Regions from separate parts of the Hordeum vulgare genome. Here region 1 is linked to region 2. Evidence: chromatin contacts called from public Hi-C data. All regions are on one chromosome and are shown on one strand. The core of a region is the stretch at or near the end of the contact, and the rest is flanking DNA. Distances in the headings are between cores, read along the strand shown.

Region 1 (3,590 bases), core at 664-3,163, 66 kb before region 2:
TACATAACCCCTCTCTGGTTTCCCTTCACCAACTTGTAGTACCAAAGCAGACAATTCTTATGTATTTTACTCCATACGCTAGCTGAAGAAGCTACTACGACGATCGAACGGACAACAAGGTTAGCACGGCAACAAGAACAGGGACACCAGGTAAATCCTTTCGGCCAAGCCCGGCAGCCGGGGATCAATCACAGCACCTTGATGGCATCGACCGCGCAGTGGCGAGGAGGCCCGATGCTGAGCTCCAGGATGCTGCTGGGAGAGGAAGACATTGCCAGCTCAAGCCCGGAGGCAGCCATGGCGGTCAGCGACATTCCGGTGGGGAACTTTGATCTCTTCTTCGCATGGTCAGTTAGTTCATCAGCCTGCCAGAAGAAAGGACCCGGTTGCTGTAAAGCTTTTGCTCACACTGTTGTGACTACATCAGATATGTTCTGAGATGCAACTAAAGGTGCTAGATGGCTTTACCTGCATCTGGGTGTTGTTGTTGTTGTTGCCCCTGATGACTTCAGAATAACTTGGTAGCTGAGGCGAGGTTCAGGATTCAGTCAGTACTCAGACAAAATGGAAACCCGATCTAGTTCTAGCAGGAAACGAAATGAAACACGAGTTGCGTGGAATTTACCGGCACGTCGCCGTGGTCGGTGTGGAGTATCTTCTCGGCAGGAGCAAGCTTGGTTCCAACACTGTGAGGACTCGGCAGCTGAAAACCAATTTGAAATTCAGCGGAGTGCATAAGTTAGGTGCTGGATCCGATGGATGTTTTGATTAACTTGGCGCGAACTGGACTGGACCGGATCGAGCACCTGATCGTCGTAGCCGTGGCCGGCGGGGATGCCGACGTCGAAGAGGCTGGCCCGGCGCTTCTTCTTGCCGGGGTTGGTCTGCCGGAGGAAGTACTTCTGGGCGTGGCTGGCCACCTGCGTGGCCGTCCTGGTGGTGACGAAGTTCTTGGAGATGCCTCTCCAGTCCCCCTTGCCCAGCTGCTTCAGACCCTCCAGGAACTTCCTGTGCTCCTCCTCGGTCCACGGAATCCCTGAACCAGAATATCATCTCAATCAACCACTTGCGCCATGATGATTCATGGTACGAACTACTATTACTAGGAAGCAACACGGAGCGACTAATCAAATTGTTGTTCAGGTGGGATCGTAAGATCCATCGACTAGTACACTTGGATTGGATGATACATAAAGGTCATGATAGCTCCAAGTCAGTTTCTTAATTCCTTTGATCCAGGACGGAATTTCCACTCACAAATCACTAGATTAGTTAAGCGATCAGATGATTATGCCCAAAAAACGGCCGGAATCTGTACACCGCACGAAGGAATGGAACAGTAGAGCTCTCTACGGGTTGCACAAGGCAGACAGGAGGGTAGAAGAACCAAGAAACCTTGCGTGATCCAGATGGAGGTTGATCAAGCTGTTACCTTTCTTGCGCTCCTGGGCCTTGCGGCGGCGGCGCTTGAGCTGCGGCGTGGACGCCAGCTCGCCGTCGTCGGAGGCGTAGCCCTTGTCGTGGCTGGCGCTGGCCTCGCCGCGCGGTAGAATCGGGCCGATGGAGGCGAGGTTGGGCATGCTGGTGCTCTTCTTGAGCTCCATGGGCTCCGCGTCATCCTCCTCCTCCTCCTCCGCTCCGCGGACCTCGACGCCGAACAGCCTGAAGAGCACCGCCTTCCTCGCGCCGCCCTCCTCCTCCATCCCGACGGAGCCGGGCGTTGCGGGGTCGCTGTCGCTGACGGAAGAGGTCGGATCAGGCGGAGGATGGTGGCGGTATCTTGTTGGAAGTGGATTGGACGTTGGATGATTTGGAGGCTACCGCACGAGGGGAGGGAGGGCCGGGAGAGACTGACTCTCGATCGGTGGGTGGGTGGCTTTGTCCTCACTGCCTACTTACCGGCACCTGCTACCGTCTCCCCTCGTTCTCCATTTATAAGCGCGTCCAGCTTCTTTTTTTCTCCACAACTTACTTTCTGGAGCAGGCTTTTAATTCAAGAAAATAAAAACACTCATACTTTAGCCAACCGTAAATGCTTCACTTCTTAATCTCCTGCCTCGTTTTCAATTTTTTATTTATTTTAAACTATCTACGCTATGGAGAAATTGTAGGATGGACCACCCCTTTGCCACGCCCGCTGCCGCCATGTCATACTGCATTGTAGGAGGAAGTTTTAGGTGATACACACTCGTGGACCGTTGGATATCATATCTAACGTAGTCTATTCGTGCGTAATTCTTGAACTTCTAAGGGATTTCTTTGCAAAATGTTCTGGGAGCCATTGGATTTGAGATCCAACAGTTTCTAGGAGCTCGTAGCATGGTAGCATCTCAAGGCCGAGAGAGTCTCATATTCTCCGTGCATTGTACATCACTACTCTTGTTTTAATTTTTCCGCCTATCCATCATATACATAACCATCATCACTTTTTATTTTCCCATCGTCTATTGGCCGTCAACATTGCTATTGTTGTCCTTCTCATAGCCGACCCACCCTTCGGCGTACCTCTCTTGCCACCTCCACATGTACCCCCATCACAAACTCTACCTCGAGTAACGAAAATAAGCTTATATCTCCTCCCTCATCTCTTAGCCAGCTGCCCAACCTATGTATTTGTTCCTAACCTGTGTGACTTAGCCACCTCCTTCAACTCCTTTTTGACACCTTCAAACCAGTTTATGTGTCATTCTGATAACAAATAAATATATGTATCATAAAGTAGATAATATGTCTACAAATATCACCTGAAATTAACGCAAGTTTAGGCGATCCCGTGCTAGCAAATACATTGAAAAGCCACAAGTTGTAGCTATGCAAAATCACAAGTTTTATTAGAACAAACCATTGGTTTGTTTGTTTAGTGGTGGTTGACTATATTCAACACCCGGTTTGATATATATGATGCCTCATTAAGTTAGATGACTTCCTTGTAGGAGATGGGCTTTTCTATAATAACGAGATGCATGTGACAACTTCGACCATTTTGAAGTTTCATGACTCTAGTCATCAATACATACGCTCGGTTTTATATGATCGGTCTGATCAGCATTCATGAGTATTTATAGCCGTGCTCCTGAAATGCACCTTATACATCTGGGTAGACACTCCGATCAGTGACCGGTCACTGAATCGTGACCCAGTCGACCCCCTTGAACTCGCCCTATTCTATGGACTAATCGACACTCCTCATATGCAAACCATATATGGGGCAGATATGGGGAGGCCCAAACGCGCCTGGGCGCATCCGCCAGGTCGGATCAGACACATGGATCCACCTCAAATTTCACCAAATTGACCAAAACTACCAAACTGAGTGCCCTCATCTTGTGTTCGTCCTTCATTTCTCGCATTTCAGCTAGCCTTGCCCTCACCGCCATAGCAAGCAGGAAGCAACAACGAAGGATTTTGAGGCCAATGAGGTTGTGGACATCGATGTCAAAGTGTATCCTCCAATGCGACCACACGCCTCGTGTGTGTCCGTCCTTCCGCCAACATCCCCAACGCGGCCGCACCGAAGGTGACATAGAAGCTGCCATCGGCAGGCCATGTGCATCAATGATCCAACGTCTGAATGGGTAATTTTGGATGGA
Region 2 (3,599 bases), core at 882-3,381:
AAGGTTCGGAGGGTCCAAACTGCATTAGATTCATGAGATAATTTCATATTTAACACTGGCTTAAATTTGTTTGTCCAATTTAACACTGTAAAAGTTTTTCTTCCTTATGTAACACCAACACTAAAATTTGTTCCCTTCTAACATTTCCGTCCATTTTGACCATTGACGATGTTAAATGGTACGTGAGAAGACGATTTTACCCCTGATGAAGTTGTGACCAAAACTTATCATCAAAATTTGGGCAGAACCTCCCTATAACTTGTCAAGGCATAATCGATGACCTTCTCAAAACAAAAACATCTTATGTCCTTTCGAGCTTTCTTTCGATCGCCAAATAATTTAATTTTGATCAAATAACTTGAATTTTGATCCATCCCGTGAATTCAAAAGACAAGTTTGCATGATAATTACTACTAGATGGACTGTATTGCTACTAACATTACATTGAAATCTCGAAGAAATCTTACCCCTCTCGGCATGCCCATGTAGCCGGTCCTGAAGCTGCTGCCGAGCCGCTCGCTAAGCCACCCCCACCCGCAGACCCGCTAATGCCGCGCACTGGCCTAACCCATACGGCGTCGCGCCCTGGCTAGGCCCCTCCGGCGTCGCGCCATGGCCGGCCCCCTCCGGCGTCGCGCCGTGGCCGACCCCCTTTGACGTCGCGCCCTGGCCGGCCCCCTCCAGCGTCGCGCCCTGGCCGGGGCCATCTGACATCGTGCCCTGGCCGGATCCATCCGGCGTCGTGGCCTGGCCGGGCCCCTCCGGTGCGGATCCATCTGTGGCACCGCCGCCGTCCATCTCGCTAGGGTTTGGGTGAACGAGAGAAAGAATGGGTTGGGTTCTGTCGTGGGAGAGAGGCATCGCTCGGGGGTTTCTCTCCTTTCTTTTTTTTTCTATGGACATGGACAGTTTCATCAATGCAATTTCACTTTAACGGCGTGGGCTAACAGAATGACCAGAAATGTTAGATAAGGCAAAATATTTACACTCGGTGCTACATAAGGAAGAAACATTTTTTGAGTGTTAAATAAGGAACCAACATTTAAAATAGTGTTATATAAGGAATTTTCTCTAGATTCATCCACAAACAGTACAGTCATGAGTCATCTACACAACATAAACTTAAAACTACAAACTAGGCCCTGCATATTATATAAACAGATTTACTATTTCACATCTAAATGTAACATATTTATCTTACATCTAAGTTCAAACCCGTTCATCTTTGTTTGTCTTTAAAATTCGTACATCAAGATTTATTTTTTCCTTCCAGTTTTCTAGCAACTAAAAAATGAGCACGCACTGTAGATCAAACCCACGACCATTTGTTGCATCGGTTCGGCACTAACCAACAACCAGCCTCCAACTTGCGTAGATTTATTTCACTTTTTCTCCTTTACTTCGTCCACCATTTAGGCTTGTTTTTTTCTTTGTCTTATCTTTTTCATTTCTTCTTGTTGTTTTCTTTAATGTTAATTTTAAAATTCGTGAACCTTTTCTTAAATTGATAAACCTTTTCAAATTAGGTTATTATTTACCGATTTTGATGAACTTTTTTGAAGAGTGGTAAAGTTTTTTCTAAAGCGATGACTTTTTTTCAAATTCATGAACCTTTTCTCAAAATTGATTAACTATTCTTAAATTCGTGAAATTATTTAAAAATCGCTGATCTTTTTTAAAATTTGATGAGCTTTTATCAAAATGATTTTTTTTTCAAAATATATGATTGGTTTTCAGAATTGATGAACTTTTCATGATTTGTGATTTTTGTGCGTAATTTCTTTTTCAATTTCATGAACTTTTGTGAACCATGAACATTTTAATATAAGATGTGAATGTTTTTTTTATTTTACGAACATATTTAAATTGAATAAAAAACGGAGGTTTGTCTTTTTGAGAACCAGCAGCATATCAGAGCCGAGAAAATACTAGTTCATCAAGCGAGAGATGGAAAAGGAGTGGGAGCGAGCGAGGGAAGCGATGCTTAAATAGGCCACGATCCGTTGCGTTCGTGTGGGCGCCCGATCTTCTAACCGACGCTGAAAGGCGCCAATTAGGAGGTCCCATGCATGTCCAAATCCATGTTAGTTAGGGTGGGCCGTTGTTGGGTTTTCTTTTTCACGAACTCGGGCTGAAAGCCGTTGTTTGTCTTTGTTGTGGGCTTATTTATACATTTTATTTGTGGATTGGGCTATCCGTGTGCTTGTTGGTTGCATATTTTTTGAATCAATATGATTGAGAGCGGCGAGGCACAAAACACGATATAGGTACGCTCCAAGAATTATAAGACCTTAGGGTGGCAACTTGTATTTTTTGTTTGATCTTTTGAAACAAGGTCTTTTTTCCTTGTTTCGTTTTTTCCAATTTCTCTTTTGGGTTTTAAATTTTAGTTTTTCCTGCTTTCCTCTTTCTTGGTCATTTTAATATCCTTGTTTTTTAAATATCATAAGCATATTTTAAATTTACAATATTATTAAATGATGTTTCGTCTAAATTTGTCACCGTTTGATTTTATTTTTCGCTTTATCTTTTACCTCGTTAGCCGATGTTTATTTGTTCGTATCATGTTTGTTGGCTAGGCCCGTTTAGCTTTATCTTTCACCTCGCTTGCACTCTTGTGGCACAATTCTTACCCGATGTGTGTTGTAGAAGCCGAACATGCATGCTATGTTACTTGTCGTTCCCTTTTCTATTTCCTTTCAAGTTCAATGTCAAAGATATATGCGTTATAGAAAGGTGAAAGCACAATTGCTTCCTAAGGTGGTTTTGGTAATTAATAACAACATATGTGTCATTGAACTAATGATTCTATCCAAGTATATTTAAAAAAAGTTCAAAGATGCATTGGCTAAATGATTGTGAGGAGAAGCCCCTTGAAGCAAGGAAAGGAATAGTATTGGTCAAGCTTCAAGCTACAAGACTCTGCATTTTATATTTGTGAGAAATCACTTTTGAGTCTATAGGAATGTCAATACTATTAAAAGGGGGTGAGAAATCTATGATGAATTGGTTGCTCAAGTGCTTAGAGACATCCACCAAAAATACTCAGCCATTTTCCTACAAAATTCTCTTTCCAAAGCCTAAACATCAAAATTGGTGCCACCAACAATTTCCATTCAATCCTACTGATTTTTCTAGAGACACAGCCTATGCCAAACCCTAGAATGCCGGTACCACCAACTTTCATTTCGGTGACACCGAAAATGAGTGACCAGCTTTCTGATTTGGAATCGGAATTTTCGAGTTCTGAAATCGGTCTCACCGAGATTTGGAAACTACCCTAGGCCACCATATCGATACCATCGAGATTCCTATATCAGTCTCACCGAGAATCCAACAGTTGCCACACTTAGTCCAACTCGGTACCATCAAGATTCATGTGGGTGTCACCGAGTTGGGCAATAATGTTATAACGGTTGGATTTTTGGAGATGCCTATATATACCCCTCCACCACCTCTCATTCGCAGAGGAAGCACTGAGAACACACACACTTGCCATATCTGTTTTTCTAAGAGATAGCCACCTACTTATGTGTTGAGATCAAGATATTCCAATCCATCCATTAGAAACTTGATCTCTAGCCTCCCCAAGTTGCTTT

What was found. Hi-C and Micro-C count contacts between places; a contact is called where the count stands out from the background.
Region 1: a contact with region 2 is called in a Hi-C map of leaf, with 4 times the contacts expected there. The contact joins the promoter of LOC123439347 here to the enhancer-like site in region 2. A contact is called at or near these places in 2 of 6 Hi-C or Micro-C datasets (leaf and seedling) and 1 of 1 datasets of contacts at active chromatin or transcription factors (embryo).

The regions. Positions count from the first base shown.
Region 1 is chr1H:386,092,165-386,095,754 of MorexV3_pseudomolecules_assembly, reverse strand. LOC123439347 (transcription factor MYBS2-like) reads right to left here and starts at 1,913. Exons shown (of 5, transcript XM_045116075.1): 1 at 1,433-1,913; 2 at 807-1,036; 3 at 626-703; 4 at 469-525; 5 at 1-365. The coding sequence starts at 1,703. The coding sequence ends at 189.
Region 2 is chr1H:386,026,498-386,030,096 of MorexV3_pseudomolecules_assembly, reverse strand. No RefSeq gene overlaps it. Among protein-coding and RNA genes, the nearest start is that of LOC123439347, 66 kb to the left of the region's middle. Within about 2 kb of position 2,131, at least 2 of the 3 cell types and tissues checked have open chromatin away from gene starts, as enhancers often do. A contact at or near this core is called in leaf and seedling, where this site is marked.